2 separate regions of the Ovis aries genome follow, and region 2 is linked to region 1. A link is a contact called in public Hi-C data. All regions are on one chromosome and are shown on one strand. The core of a region is the stretch at or near the end of the contact, and the rest is flanking DNA. Distances in the headings are between cores, read along the strand shown.

The links. A called contact is a pair of places that touch in the nucleus more often than the background predicts.
Region 2: a Hi-C map of liver shows a contact between it and region 1, with 4 times the contacts expected there. The contact joins the enhancer-like site here to the promoter of FOXS1 in region 1. A contact is called at or near these places in 5 of 16 Hi-C or Micro-C datasets (blood, liver and tail adipose tissue).

What each region holds. Positions count from the first base shown.
Region 1 is chr13:61,048,180-61,055,621 of ARS-UI_Ramb_v3.0, forward strand. FOXS1 (forkhead box S1) reads right to left here and starts at 2,594. Exons shown (of 1, transcript XM_015099819.3): 1 at 1,280-2,594. The coding sequence starts at 2,533. The coding sequence ends at 1,541. LOC106991529 (interferon regulatory factor 4-like) reads right to left here. Exons shown (of 5, transcript XM_042229990.1): 4 at 6,176-6,547; 5 at 1,280-5,712. The coding sequence ends at 5,279.
Region 2 is chr13:61,197,434-61,204,875 of ARS-UI_Ramb_v3.0, forward strand. It overlaps CCM2L (CCM2 like scaffold protein), which reads left to right. Exons shown (of 10, transcript XM_060397019.1): 3 at 1,284-1,367; 4 at 1,463-1,643; 5 at 2,444-2,904; 6 at 5,335-5,470. Among named protein-coding and RNA genes, the nearest start is that of CCM2L, 7.3 kb to the left of the region's middle. Within about 2 kb of position 2,893, at least 14 of the 54 cell types and tissues checked have an H3K27ac peak or open chromatin away from gene starts, as enhancers often do. A contact at or near this core is called in liver, where this site is marked.

The DNA.
Region 1 (7,442 bases), core at 1,344-3,843:
GTCTGTGGGAACCAGACAGCTGGGGCCGTCCAGCCGGGCTCGCTTCCTCCCAGGCCTCAGGGGACTGGCTGAGGGAGGAGGGAGCCGCAGAGACTGAAGCCAGCGTGGCTGCCTGCCCGAGAGGGGGGTTTCTGGAGGGAACTGGGCTGCCTGACTGATGAAGGGGTCTCTAGCCTCCTGGGTATCATCTCGTGGGACCCAAGAGCCTCCAGCAAAGAATTCTTGGCTCCTGTCTTCTCTCCCTACACCCATGATCCAGACGGGGGACTGAGGTCCCAGAAGCAAGCCATCGGCTTCAGCAAGCCTGGTGTTGGAAGGTGTGGGAACAGTGAGGTTTCAGGTCCCTAAGTCTGTTCCTCTGATGGGGGACATGAATATACCCACTTCTCCTGCTTCCACCCAAGGGGGCAGCTGAAGAAGGCCAAAGGTCAGGGCTCAGCCTCTTCTGAGCTGTACCCTGGATAGCCACCCCCTCCCACTTTAAGGGAAATGTTTTCTTAAAGAGACACCAGGAGACTTCAGAGAGCTGTTGGCTCAGGGAGGTCTCCCAGTCACATGGGAAATCCAGACAAGGGAAGTGTGCCTGCCTTTTGAGCCTTGGGCTCCCTGTCTGTGTTAGGGGTGAGGGGTGGCTTTTTAGCCCTGGCACGCCAGGCTTCAAAAAATGCCCCCTCCCTCTGAGGGGGTGACCCTATGTGCCACCCTGCAGCCTCACTCAAACTGCAAGTTAGGATTGGTTGTTGGGGGGTAGGGGTGGGGGTGGGTAGAGCCACACAGACCTGGTTTGGATTTCTTCTCTGCCACTCATTTGCCATTTGGAGCCAGAGCTAGTGAGCCCCAAATTCTTTGAGCCTCAGTTTCTACCACTGTAAAATGGGGATAACATTCTGTCCCACACATATATATATGAGAAGATATATATGAGCCCAGGACAAGATAAATACCACAAATGGTCACAGGTATTGTGGCTGCTCATCATGAGGGAGCCGAGTCACAGATTTTGGGGCTGGAGGGTCAGCCCCTCAGTGCCGCCCAGCCCCAACCCTGCTGGGCATCTCTCCTGATTGGATCCCTCCTCTCTCTCTCTCCCACTCCTTGCTCCCCCTTCCTCTGCCTTCCTGGGAAACCTCCTGAGAAAGTCCCCAGCAGTAGAGAGCCTCATGTGAGACATATCTATCTGGGGTCCCCTGCCCCTGCCATTCAACCCCACAACCACTCCCACTCCACATGGAACCAGGCGTCCTGGTATTCAGCTGCCAACCATCCAGCAGACTGACCCTCATCATCACACTGGCTTTATTGGCCCTGAGAGCCACAGAGTAAATCCCCAGGGGGCCCTGCTTCCCCTCACCCCCAAGTCTGTCCAGAGGCCCTAGGGCTGGCTGAGTGTTCACCGCTGCAATCTTGGCTTTCTGTCCCAGATGTCGTGGGCTTGCCAGGCCCGTGTCCTTTGAGAGCTCCCCAGATCCCAGAGTCAGGCTCAACCTGGAGGGCGTAGTTGGCAGGGGCTATGCAGGGACGGCCTGAGGCCGGCTGGCCTTCATTCAAAGAAGAACATTCCTGGCGTCCGGTACAGGCAGGGGGTCAGCCCCAATGGGTAGCTGGAGCTTCCCTGGACAGGGAAGCTGCCTGCAACCCAGGGTTCCTTGGGGTCAGCTGGCAGGGGCAGCGGGGCCCGGAGGGAGGCTGGAGGGGTGGATGGTACAGGGGAGGGGGCTGCTGAGGCCAAGAGGTGCTCGAGTCCTGGGTCAGTCCCCATGCAGAAATTCAGCGCCTGCAGCCGGCACTGGTAGCTGCTCCCGATGGTGGCCTCGGGGGTCAAGAGGGGTGCAGGGGCCTTGCTAAACCCCTCAGCCTCAGAGAAGCTGGTGGGAAAGCCAAAAGCAGGGCACGAGGAAGACGAGGTGGCCCCAGGGAGCTCCCCTGGGCCTGCAGCCTTGGGCGTGGGGATCTCCTTGGCCTCTGAGGGTGTCTGAGGTCTGGCATCAGTGGTAGCCGGGCACATGCTGGCTGGCAAGGCCCCCATCAGACCCCCATAGCTTAGGCCCTTGGGTTCCAGTGGCTCCGGTGGGAATGGGCACTGTCTGCTAGCTGCGATGTCGGGGGCTCCTGGGTCCTGGCTGGTGGCTCGGAGGGGTCCACGGCGTGCTTTGGTGGGGCCCTTGGCGCCCTGGGCACCTGCCCGTCGGGTGAAGCGCCGGCGGCGGCGCAGAAAGCTGCCATGCTCGAACATGTCATGGCAGTCGGGGTCCAGCGTCCAGTAGCTGCCCTTGCCCGGCTTGCGGTCATCGCGGGGCACCTTGACAAAGCACTCGTTGAGTGACAGGTTGTGGCGGATACTGTTCTGCCATCCCGGCCGGTTGTGGCGGTAGAAGGCGAAGCGGCCCATGATATAGCGGTAGATGCCGCTGAGTGTGGCCCGCTGCCCTGGAGAGTTCTGGATGGCCATGGCGATCAGGGCGATGTAGCTGTAAGGAGGCTTGGTTGGCTCGGCCGCAGGGGCCAGGGGCCCGGGTGGGGGCGGCTGCTGCATGCTGGCCGGGCTGGCCGGGCTGCCGGAACCGCAGAGGCCAGGCACGATGTCCAGGGCTGGTGTCCGGCACAGCCTGCCCAGGCTGGTTAAAAGGCCCACTGGCCCAGCCTCCCAGCCTGGAAAGGCAAAAAGGGGTGGGCCCGCCAGGCTGCCCTCCCTTCCTCCCTCGCTCCCCTCCCCCCAGGCTCAAGAGGGGCGGGCAGCAGAGGCCAGGATTGGGAAGCTGTGAGCAGCTGCCCAGGGTGAGGAGGCACGTGAGGGAAGGGACTGAGACCCTCAGCCCACGTGTGCTGGCTGGTGGTGGTGGTGGAGGACGGACAGGATGTGCACCTGGGCGAGACAGAGACAGAAACCAAAAGAGATCCAGGCAGAGAGAGAGAGAATGAAGAAAGGCAGGACAGAGAGGAAGAGAGGCGGGGACATAATAAGAGGGAGACAGGAACACACAGAGGAGACAGGCGGAGACAAGAGACAGCAAGTGGACGCGAAAGGGGAGACACTGAGAGCCAGCCCCGTGCACAGGCGCACGTGCGCAGAGCACAGAAAAAGAATAACTGAACAAGAGAGAGAAATCCACCAAGACAGGACGAGGGAGACACACACACACGCAGACACTCTCAGGAGAGAGCAGAGGTAGGATCTGTGGCTCAAGCACAGGGAGCTTTGTGAGAAGAGCCTCAGGGGCCTCTTGAATCCCCACCTCTGGTTTCCTCTTTCTCCTTTCCTCGTCCTCCCAGGCCCGTGATTCTCTTTCTCCTCCCCGCAGTGCAGAGCACTCGGGGTCACACTGTTCCTGCCCTTCTAGCACTGGGGTCTGCAAGAGGTGGGGCATCTAGGGTGGTTATGAGAGCCAGCCCAAACCTGGCTTGCTGGGCGCTGGCGCCCTCTAGTGACTAGTATGGGGAGGACAGACCTCAGGCCAGAGACATCCCCCTTCCCAGAGGCTCTCAACCAATTCTCTGGCTGAGCCTCAGTTTCCCATCTCTAAAATGGAGCTGATGACTCTGCAGTTGTCCAGGCTGTGGTAAAGCTTACACGGAATCCAGTGCCCTTTTAGAGTTCTGGCACCGAGTAAGGGTTTGGGCATGACGAGGACTGTCACCTTGAGTTTCTCCGATAGCTGCAGCCTTAGGCTGGGGGTACAGCGAAGCCCAGGACAGTCAAGGCTTCTGAAGGATGAAGCAACCTCCACCGTGCTCTCCCAGCCCCAAGCAAACCAAGTCAGCCGGCACCTCCTGCGTGCCACTGACATGCTAGGCCAGCTCCCCTCCCCTCTCGACAGTTGCTTCTCAGACTGACTCTGCTCCAGAGGCCCTCAGAGTAGATGAGGAATCTGAGGCTTAGAGAAGTTAAGTGCCTTGCCTGAGGTGGCACAGCTCATGAGAGACCAAAGCTGTGATTTCAACTCCGAAGTCTGGACCTCCTTAATGCTACTCCTTCTGTGAGGGGCAGGGGTAGAGGACAGTTACCGGGCCACTGCTGCAAAACAGGTTTGTGACCCCCAAGAGAATAGGGACCATGGTCTGCTCTATCCCTGGTGTGCAGCATTTGCCTGAAACAGAGTAGGTGCTCAATAAACATTTGTAGAGTGAATTTTAAAAATAGTGATTTGACTGACTTCTCTCCTTTGTGGAGTCACACAGTTTCTCCTCTGTAAAAGTGGCTTATTTATGTACCACTGAAAAATTTATTACATTGCCATCTGTAAGAGAACTCCCATAAATAAAGTCAGAAATCAGAAAAGGTAAAAGGTCTGATATTTGGGGTAGAAAACAGTGACTTTACTGACAAGGCAGGGTCACTGCCTTCATGGTGGAGGGGGTTCCCTCCCAATCCTCACAGACTCCCTACAACTCACATTTTGCAAAAATTGGTGGGGCTTGGGGATGGGATGGACTCCTGGCTCCCACTTAGATTCCTATCCTAGGCCTGCCTCAGGTTCTCCAAAGTCAGTATCTACAGGTGGTGGTTTAGTAGTTAGCATTCAAAGCCCCAAGTTCAGGTCAAGTCCTCTGTTTTGGGAGCCCCGACCCCCACTACCGCTTACCCCCTCCAAAGAAGAGAGACTTGTGGCAGGTGGAATGAGGGTCTGGAAACTCAGAACCCCTCAGAAGTGTGACAGTTCTGTTACTGGTTGGGCTTCAGTCTAAACCATACCAAGGGTTTAATTATTAGTAAACTCAGCCACCCCTCCCCACCCCCCCCCCCTTTTTTTTTTTTTGGCCAGACTGTGGGGCTTGAAGGATCTTAGTTCCCTGACAAGGGATCCCTCCAACCTGGGCCCCCAGCAGTGGAAGTGCAGGGTCCTAACCACTGGAGTGCCAGGGAACTCCCAGTAAACTCAGCTTTAAGCAAACTTTATAACGGATCAACTGCAGTTAAGAGTCTGCTTTAGGTAAACCAGTGTAGACATGTCCGACTCTCAACAAAAAGATCAAGCCTTGTTTCTGTCCTAATTGTTATTTCTGGAGCCTCAAGGTTGAGTTTGATTTCCAAGCCTGATGCCTCAGGTCCAGCTGTCTATCTCTGCGCCTGGTTCCCAGGCTCCAGCTTGGTGGCTGAGTGGTTGAAGGCTGTGACTGGCTTCCACTGTCCCAACCTACCTTAAATCCCCTGGCTCAGTTGGGGCAGGACTAGGGTGGGATCTATACCCTGTGGGGAGTTTTTTAGTGGGTATGGTATGAAGAAGAAGCCGCTTAGGGCTGACTCAGCTGCATCAGAGGGTGATTGATGCTGTCGGGGATGCTAGGCTGGGAACCTGCCACCCGGGCACCTGGCCGTGAATCTTCGAGTGCAGGAGGAGTTCCCTGGCGAAGACTGGCTCCACCTGTGGGGTGAGAGTGAGGTGGAGGAATGAGCCAAACTTCTCCTAACCCACCCACTTTGTTGAGGGGTGGGGAGTGACAACCCATCTCCACATGCATTTTCACACAGGAGGTCTTCCAGATCAGAGGTCATATGGCAGGTCAGGGGCAGAGCTGGGACTGGAGGGAGCAGTGAGAGGCTATTTAGAGGGGCTGGGTGGGGGGTGGTTCTCCGCTGGTGTGGAAAGTGACTCACATGGGCCATAATGAGCCGATCCTCGGGCTGGTCCGGGGGCCCCGGGTACTCCTCACCAAAGCACAGCCGGATCTGGTATTCGGGCTCCGGGCGACCATCCTGTAGGTGGGCTCGCAGTTCTACGGGCACCGAGATGGTGGGGTCTGGGGTGGGGGGATCCCATCTGATGCCCACCTTGTGCTCATATCTCCTGACCATGTCCTGTAAATCCACATCCCCCATGTGCCCAGGCCCACTTCCACATCCCTATGCCTGTCTCATGTCTCGCTTCTAATTCTCAGGCCCTGTGCCTCGTGCCCTAGGCTCACTACCATGCCCACTGCCACTCATCTATGCCTATCTTGTGCCCAGTGCCCCAATGCCCACCTTGTGCTTAATGCCCTAAGACAACACGTGCCCAGGTCCTAGGCTTCTGTCCCACACCCAGCGCCCCAAGCCTGCCACAAGCCTACACCTCCACCTGCTGCAGGCCCATGTCCGTATTCGTTCCCACTCTCGGTGTTTCCGTGTCATGTCCTTTGTTTCCAGGTCCATCCCAGGCCCAGAATTCTCAAACCCGTGGCCCGGCTGTCGCGCTCTTACCCGCGAGGAAGCGGCGCGTGTCGAGCAGCTGGCAGGTGCGCTCGCGCTCCAGTTTGTTGGGCTGCGCGCGGTGCGGGGCAAGCGGGCCGCGCCAGTACACGCGGCCCTGGCAGAGGCGCTTGGCGAAGACGCCCTCGGGCGCCACCCACAGCAGCACGCCGCGCTCCAGGTGGGGCAGCAGGCGCCGCAGCACGTGGGCGCTGGCCGGCGGCTCCGGGAAGCGAACCTGCGCGACCCTCGGCGGCGGCCCCAGCAGTCGCTCGGCGGCCGCGGTGGCCGCGCGCGGGCTCAGGCTGCAGCCCTCGGCCGCCAGCGCTGTGGCTTCGCGCACCAGCTCCGCGCGGTAGAAGAGCCGCACGTGCAGCCAGCAATCTGCGGGAAAGGGAGCGGGCGCGCCCGGCGTTGGCGGCGCCGGCTTCCCCTCCATCCACACGACCGGGCAGAGGACCCAGCGGTCCTCCCGGCCCCCACCTCAGGAATTTCTGACATTCTCTCCCGTTAAGTGATAATAATTCTAGCAGTAGTGGTGGTGGTAGTATGTAATTGCAGCTTCCAGTGTAACTACTTTCAACGGATACATCTAACTACCAGGATGGAACTGGTAGTTGAGCTTCAAAATCAGAGTTTGGAGCCATCAGTACAATGAGGGCGTGATACTGCTGCCCTCCTAGCCCCAGTTTCTGGAATTCTAGGAGCGTCTTCCCAGCAAGGATTTTAGTGCTGGAAGAAATAATAATAATAGCAACAACAATAAAACAGCAGCCTCCAGTTAGCAGTATGCTCAGTGGTTAGGGCTGTGGGCTCTGTAGCCAGGCCCTTGGATTCTAATCTCTCACTGCCACTTAGGAACTGTGGCCTCTTAGTAACTTTCGCAAGGTTACTGTGTGGCTTTGGGCAGGGTTCTTAATCTCTGTGTCTGGCTTCTGCATCTGTAAAATGACAGGAATGGCAATATCTATCTCACAGGGCTGTGGGGAGACTTAGAAGGATGCCTGGCATAAGCTACTGCTGCTGCTGCTGCTGCTAAGTCGCTTCAGTCGTGTCCGACTCTGTGCGACCCCATAGACGGCAGCCCACCAGGCTCCACCGTCCCTGGGATTCTCCAGGCAAGAACACTGGAGTGGGTTGCCATAGCCCTCAACAAATGTTCGCTCTTGTTATCTGGAGTCTGCATGGGTGCTTTGGGTGGGAGACAGAGGCTACTTGGCCTCAATCCTGGGCCTTCCCAGTTCTGCACAGTGGTCAGGAGAGGGCCTTCCAGTTCTTT
Region 2 (7,442 bases), core at 1,643-4,142, 150 kb after region 1:
CTTCTATTTCATGCGCACCATGAAGGAGCAGTGGAGAATCCTCTTTACCCAACAAAGATTGATATGGGGGTAGGAGTGTCAGATTTAGCAAAAACAGGAACCCAGTTAAATTTAAATTTTGGTAGGGGGAGGGATAAATTAGGAGTTTGGGATTAACACACACTGTTATATATAAACTAGATAAACAACAAGGACCTATTGTATAACACAGGGAAATATAGTTGATATTTTGTAATAATCTATGATGGAAAAGAATATGAAAAAGAATATATATATTATATATGTATACAGCTGAATCACTTGACTGTATACCTGAAGCATTGTAAATCAATTATACTTCAATAAAGTTTTTATTAAAAATTTGAATTTCAGGTAGGCAATGATATTTTTTAGTATTAATATATACCCAGTGTTACATGAGACTAAAATTACTTTAAAAACAAACTAAAAAATTAGTTGTTTACATGAAAACCAAATTTAATTGGCATCTTGTATTTTATCTGGCAACCCTATAAAGTGAAAAGCTAACAAATCCACTTAAAAAACTGGGGACTAAAACTTTATAGAGAATAAAAAGAAGAGAAATGATATGATTGGTAGAATTCACCTGTAAGAATAAAAATAAAAATAATGAAAAATGTTAATTCTTACACTTAATGACATTTAGCTATAAGTAACATTAAGCTATAAGTAAGAATGAATGATTTATTTACTTATTTTTCTGACAAAATTATACACTAACTTGATACAATATTCTTTCCTTCCCACTTAATTTCTGCAACAAGGTCATAAAGAAGGCCAGTGACCTGTTGACACGGGTGCTTGGGATGAACAGGAGCCACTCAGGCCAAGTGGGAAATCACAAGTGGCCTGTTCTTTCAAGCTATTACAGTGACCTTTGCTTCTGCCATAGTCAAATAACTGTATGTTCATAAAGTAAGCTTATATTAGCAAAAATAAGCTAGCTGTGAGAGTGTGGGTTCTGGTGTGTGGAGTCCAGCTCCACCCTTTCTATTATAGATAATACTGGGCAGGTTATTTATTTTGACTGTGCTTTAGTTTTCTCATCCTCAAAGTAAGGATGAATGAGTACATAAAACTCGCAGGACTATGGGTCCTAGGATTGCTTTAATAACAGTTATTACCAAGCCATTATTATTAATTCAGATATTTCTATCTCAGTCTACCCTTACGGTGTCAGTGAGGTCAGGGTCCTCCGCGGCTTCAAGGTAACCTCTCTGCCCTTCTCCCACCACCCCCACCCCCGTCCCATTTCTATACAGTTCCTGGGTCACCTCACCTGGGTCACCTCCTCGCTGAACCCCTCCAGCCGGGACGAGCTCCTGCAGCTGCTGGACACGGCCAGGGTGAGGCGCCGGGAGAGGGGAGGACAGGGTCTGGTTCCCTACGTTTCCCACCCGTAGCCACCGGGACTCAGGAGATCCGACCCACCCCGCAGCAGCTGAAGGAGCTGCCGCTGAAGACCACGGCGGAGCAAGACAGCATCCTGAGCCTGTCGGCCCGCTGCCTGCTGCTCACCTGGCGCGACAACGAGGAGCTTATCTTGCGTATACCCACGCACGAGATTGCCGCCGCCTCCTACCTGCAGGACGACGCTCTGCACCTGCTGGTGCTGAAGACCGGTACGGTCGGCGGGGCAGGGCGGGGCAGGGCGGGGAGGGGAAAGGGTAGAGAACGGCCCGGCACATAGAAATGGGCGCAGCCTGGGGCGGGGGCGGGGCCTGAGGCTGGAGGATGGGGTAATGGAAGGCCTGACCAAACTACCCCCAGACTAGGGATAGGGCATGGCTGTTTGCAAGAAGTGGGAGCCTAGTGTTGAGGGTTGAAGGAGGGCGGCCTGACCCACCATCTCAGAAATGATGGAGAAGCCAGAATCCTGAGGCCTGAACTCGTGATTCATGGGTAGCAAAGCTCTGAGGCTAGGAGGGTACCTGGGGCAAGAAGCGGCGTCTCACTTAGGGGCGGAGCCGTACACTGGGGGGCGGGACTCGCGGCTGAGCTACCTGGTGGGAGGTGTGAGACCCTGCCAAGCTAGGGGCGGGGGCCTGAGACCAGGGGCGGGGCTGAAGGGAAGCTTGGATCCAAGGAGAGGTTCCCGAAACCAAGAACAGGGTCAGAGTTAACAGTAAAGAGGGAGGCGATAGCCTGACCACTACTCAGATCAGACGGCAGGGTCCGAGGCAAGGGGCGTCTGGATGGAGTGGGATGGGTGGGAAAGGCCAGATCCAGGGGTGGAGCCTGAGGGTGGGGCGGGGTCGGGCCTCCTGACTTTGAAGCTAGGGGTGTGGCCTGAGCACAAGGGCCAGGGGACTCACTCCCAAACCCCCATCCCGCAGCGGCGGGTCAGGACCCCCAGCTGGCGTCGGGAGAGGGGGCGCTTAGCCTGGATCTCCTGCTCTGACGGCCACCCGACCTCTCCTAGGTCTGGGCGTGGACCCGGTGCCAGCCGGCGTAGACGCCAGCCCCGGCGGGGCGGGGCGCGACCCGGGCCCACCGGGCTTGGCGCCCGAAAAGCGGCGGGTGGGCACCACCGAGCGGCGCCACACCATCTGCAGCCTGGACTGGCGGATGGCGTGGGGCGGCGGCGCAGGCGCAGAGGCCCGGGCCGGGGGCGGCGGCGGCGGCAGCCTGGAGCGCCAGCGCGCCGGGGCGCGGGCGTCGGGCAGCTGGGAGCGGCGGCAGACGTTCAGCGGCAGCTGGGAGCGGCGGCACGCCGGCGGCGGCGGCGGCGCGGGAAAGCCAGGCGGCAGCTGGGAGCGGAGGCAGGCGGGCGGCGGCGGTGGCAGCTGGGAGCGGCGCCACCCGGGCCCCAACCCTCTAGACCCGCAGGACCCCAGCCCCGACGCCTACTGCAACCTGGTCATTCTGGCTGTGGCCAACAGGGTGAGCCCGAGGGCACCCTGCGCTCCTGCACCCTGCCTCCAGGGCACGTCTTCACCCCCGCGCCCCGGCCCCCATCCCTCTGCCCCTACCCCCGCAACCCTCCGCCCCCACTCCCGCGTCCCCCCGTCCGTTTTCATCTCCCTCCTTTGGCCCTACTCCCCAGGATTTCAGGCACTGTGCGCCCATAACGGCAAAAGGCTTCTACCCTCCAGCTCCCGGACACCTCCCCCTTACTTGTCCCGGAGGGATGAAAGTTCAAAATGGCCCAGACTTAGATCTAATCCCTCCTCCAGCCCTCCTCTTTCCCCAAAATCGTCAGTCTCCGCACTACCACAGTAAGAATCATGAGGACAGTGATCACCAGCACGAACTGAGTGCCCGACCTGTGCCAGACAGGAAACCAGCATTAATCATTTTGTTCTCAGGTTAACCCCTAGAGGCAAATATTACCATCATTCCTATTCTACAGAGAAGGAAACAGACAGAGGCTAAGCAACTTGTGCAAGGTCGCACAGGAAGCAGGCGGTGATTTCAACACTAGGACCCGAAAGTTCAGAGCCCGTACTCTTGGTAACAATGGTCATCACCCAAAGCATAAGATTTCCCGCAGTTCTTGCCCCACCCTCTATCCTCCACATTCACCCTTGCTTTTATTTATTTGACCATGTTTATTGAGTACCAGCTTCTGCTAGGCGTTGGTCTAGGTGACATGGATACAGAAATGAACAAGACATAATTAGTGTCCTCCCTTAGGGAGCTCACTGTCTAGCAGACACCTTCAAACCCTGAGACTTGTAAGCTTTTTCTCTGACCCAGGGCCTTGAACTCCCCCTATATATAAATCCCATGTGGTGAACAAAATGGACATGATGCCTCTTTAGAAAGAAAGGTGGATAGTAACCAGTAAACTCAGGCTATGGAGTGGACTTGAAACACTTTCCCATTTATCCTTGGCACCTAGAAAAGTGCCTGGCATATGTGTGCGTTCATGCTAAGTCACTTCAGTCATGTTCGACTCTTTGCAACCCCACAGACTGTAGCCCACCAGGCTCCTCTGCCCACAGGATTCTCCAGGCAAGAATACTGGAATGAGTTGCCATTTCCTAGCTGCTCAATAAATATATTGAGTAGATGGATTAGTTCGTAATATATTACAATATGTTGTGATGGGGACCAACAAAAAAACAGGCAACTTGAAATGATAAGGAGGAAGGAGATCCATTTTTCAGAGGAAAGTGAGTTTGTGCCTTTTAAACTGAAATGTGGAAGAGAGAAGGAAGCAGCAGGGCAAAGAGCCAAGAAAGTCAATTCCAGACATAGGTACCAGTGTGCCCTGTTTATTCCACTAGGCTGGGAGGGCTTTAGGCCTTACCTAATTCACCTCTGAGACTCCAGAACCCAGCCCGGTGCCTGCCACACAGTGGAAATAAGTAATAATTTGTAGAATGAGTAAATAAATAAGGCTTTTTTTTTTCCCGGGAGTATCTGAGCCTCTGGCCTGCAATCTGAGGCATCGTGGTCCCAAGAAGGGTATAGGAGTTAGAGTCAAAAAACCTGGGTGCCAACATTAACCAAAGCCATGAGCCTGCTATATGAGTCACTTATCCACTCTCATAAAATAAGGATCCCCTCTTCTCTGTCCACTTGATAGGGTTATTATAAGGATCAATCCTGGTTTAATGATAATTTCACTCCCTCATCCCAAAATGCCTGTCCTGAGGTTACATTTTAATTTACACCCTGGGCTGACTTTTTGAGAAGCACAAAATAAGAAATGACTTCATGAAGATGGACTCTTCATTAGTTGTCTTTCTATATCTCTTACTCAAAAAGGTAAACCAAAGAGGCAAATTCCTCTTCAAATTTGCCATCTCAAAAAAGTCTTACCCAAGAACCTAAATGCCTTCCTTCTATCAGGGACTGAAGTTTATATATTCATCCTGCTTCCATTTTTGCCCTGGGTGCCAGGAAGCTCACATCCAAATATGGCACAATAACTATGATGAGCCTAACATTTTCATACATGTATTTCTTCCTCCTCTTACTAGGTATTAGGAGACTAGGGTTCTAGTCCTGGCTAATCACTTTATGTCTCTGGGTTTCAGCTTCCTACATGTAAACTTAATTTAATTTAGCATAAACTTCAGAAGGCCCATAATTCTCCCATAAACCGGGGGTACATGTTTGTACTTTTCAGAGCACAAGAGTTACAGTTGTCACAGGATTCTATAAAGACCAGTAAGTGGCTATTTCTATAAAAGCCACCCAGAACATGGCTATATAATTTTGATGGAAAATGACCTTAGAGTGTCTGAAGTCGCCCACAGTTGCATGTGTGCCCCTGTGTGCCCGCTCACACTGCGTTTTCAGGAAGCAGGGGCATCTTGATCATGGAAGAGAGACTGAGCTCTGTCCTCCTCTCTGGACAAGGATGCTGCCGAGGAGTCCTGTGCCCTTATCTGTCAGGTCTTCCAGATCATCTACGGAGACCAGAGCATCGAGTGTGTGGACCGGGCTGGTTACCACTACACATCCACACCTGAACGACCGTGGCTCTGTAGCCGCAGTGAGTATTCCAGTTCCTGGCCCACCTTCCTGTGAATCATCCCGAAAGGCCAGAGGAGGTGGGGGTCAGGGGTGGGGTAGAGGGTGATATGTCCCAAGACTGGGGCCAACAAAAGCCTTTAGGGGTCCTGACTTTTACAGAAATTACAGTGTACCCCCAATATGTAGCTAAAATAAAATGTCCAATTTCATAATGACCTCAAGCCTAGCTTTATAATAAGCCCTTTAGAGGTGAACTCTCTCTCCCTTTTGTATTTTGGCATCCCAGGGGGATTGTCTATTTACTGAGCCATCTAGCCCTACTAGGACTCTAGGTCAAAACCAAGATTTCAAGACTGGTCCTTGAGTGCTGTCAAGGGCTGTAATGAAAATGAAATCAACAGAGATTTGTTGAGCACCAGCTATGTGCCAAGCACAGACCCAATGTGCCACATGTTTTGTAATCCTCATAACAACCTCATCTGTCCTGTTTGCCACTGTGTCACCTGTGCCTAGAGGAGGACCAGGGGCAGATGCTCAAGGTGTATTTTCTGAATAGATGAAAGAACTGTCTGAGGCCTTATGAATCCAGTTTTAACAGATGAGGCTATTAAGGCTCAGAGAGGTCAATAAATGTCTCAAGGTCACACAGCTGGCAAATGACAGAGTCAGGATTCAAACCCAAGTGCACCTGATTCTAAAGCTTCCATCTGCAAAAGCTTCACTCTCCATGCTGCCTTCAAGGCCCCAAAGTGAACTTCCTCAGCCACAGCCCCCTCAGGGTGGTCCCTGTTTGCATAGCTCCACTGGAGAAGGAAATGGCAACCCACTCCGTGTTCTTGCCTGGAGAATCCCAGGGACGGCGGAGCCTGGTGGGCTGCCATCTATGGGGTCGCACAGAGTCGGACACAACTGACACAACTTAGCAGCAGCAGCAGCAGCAACAGGGAGCGGGCTCTTTCCTCCTGGAGGCACTCCCATCTGTGGAAACTGTGGTTATTGAGAATCTGGGGAAGTTCATTGACTCTCCCAGGGATGATGGACAAATAAATAAGATAATTCAACAAATATTTCTTGAACACCTGAGTGTCGGATCCTGCTAATCTCCAGGATGCACTGGTGACTAAAATCAGACATGGTCCTCCCTCAGAGGCTTGCGTTGCTGAAATCAGTTCAGTTCAGTCGCTCCGTTGTGTCCGACTCTTTGCGACCCCATGAATCGCAGCACGCCAGGCCTCCCTGTCCATCACCAACTCCCGGAGTTCACTCAGACTCATGTCCATCGAGTCCGTGATACCATCCAGCCATCTCATCCTCGGTCGTCCCCTTAATCAGCTGACAATAATTAAATAGTTACACAGGGACTTCCCTGGTGATTCAATGGCTAGGACTTTATGCTCCCAATCCAGGGGTTCTGGTTCAGTCAATCCCTGGCCAGAGAACTAGATCCCACATGTTGCGACCAAAATTTCACATGCTTTAACGAAAGATCTTGTGTGCCACAAGGAAGACCGGATGTACTCAAATAAATAAATAAAAATAATTATTTTGGCCACACCGGTCTTTACTGCTGCTTGTGGGCCTTCTCTAGTTGCAGAAAGGGGGGCTCCTCTCTAGCCGTGGTGCACATGCTTCTCGATGTGACGGCATCTCTTGTTGCAGAGCACAGGCGTCAAGGTGCATGGCCTTAGTGGCCCTGCAGCATGTGGAATCTTGCTGGACCAGGGGTCAAACCAATGTCCCCTGTATCGGCAGGTGGATTTCCAACCACTGGACTACCAGGGAAATCCTGTTTTTGTTTTTTTTAAGGAAAAGAACCTGCTTTAAAAGAAATAGTTACACAAATAAAATGCAACCATACACTCTAGTATGAAAATGTATAATGAGAAACCAGCCTGACCTAGAAAATCAGGGGAGGGTCCTGAGGAAGTGCCACTAAGTGAGCCAAGGAGGAGGCCAGTACCTGGGTTCACTGGGGTGACAGGGTCAGGTAC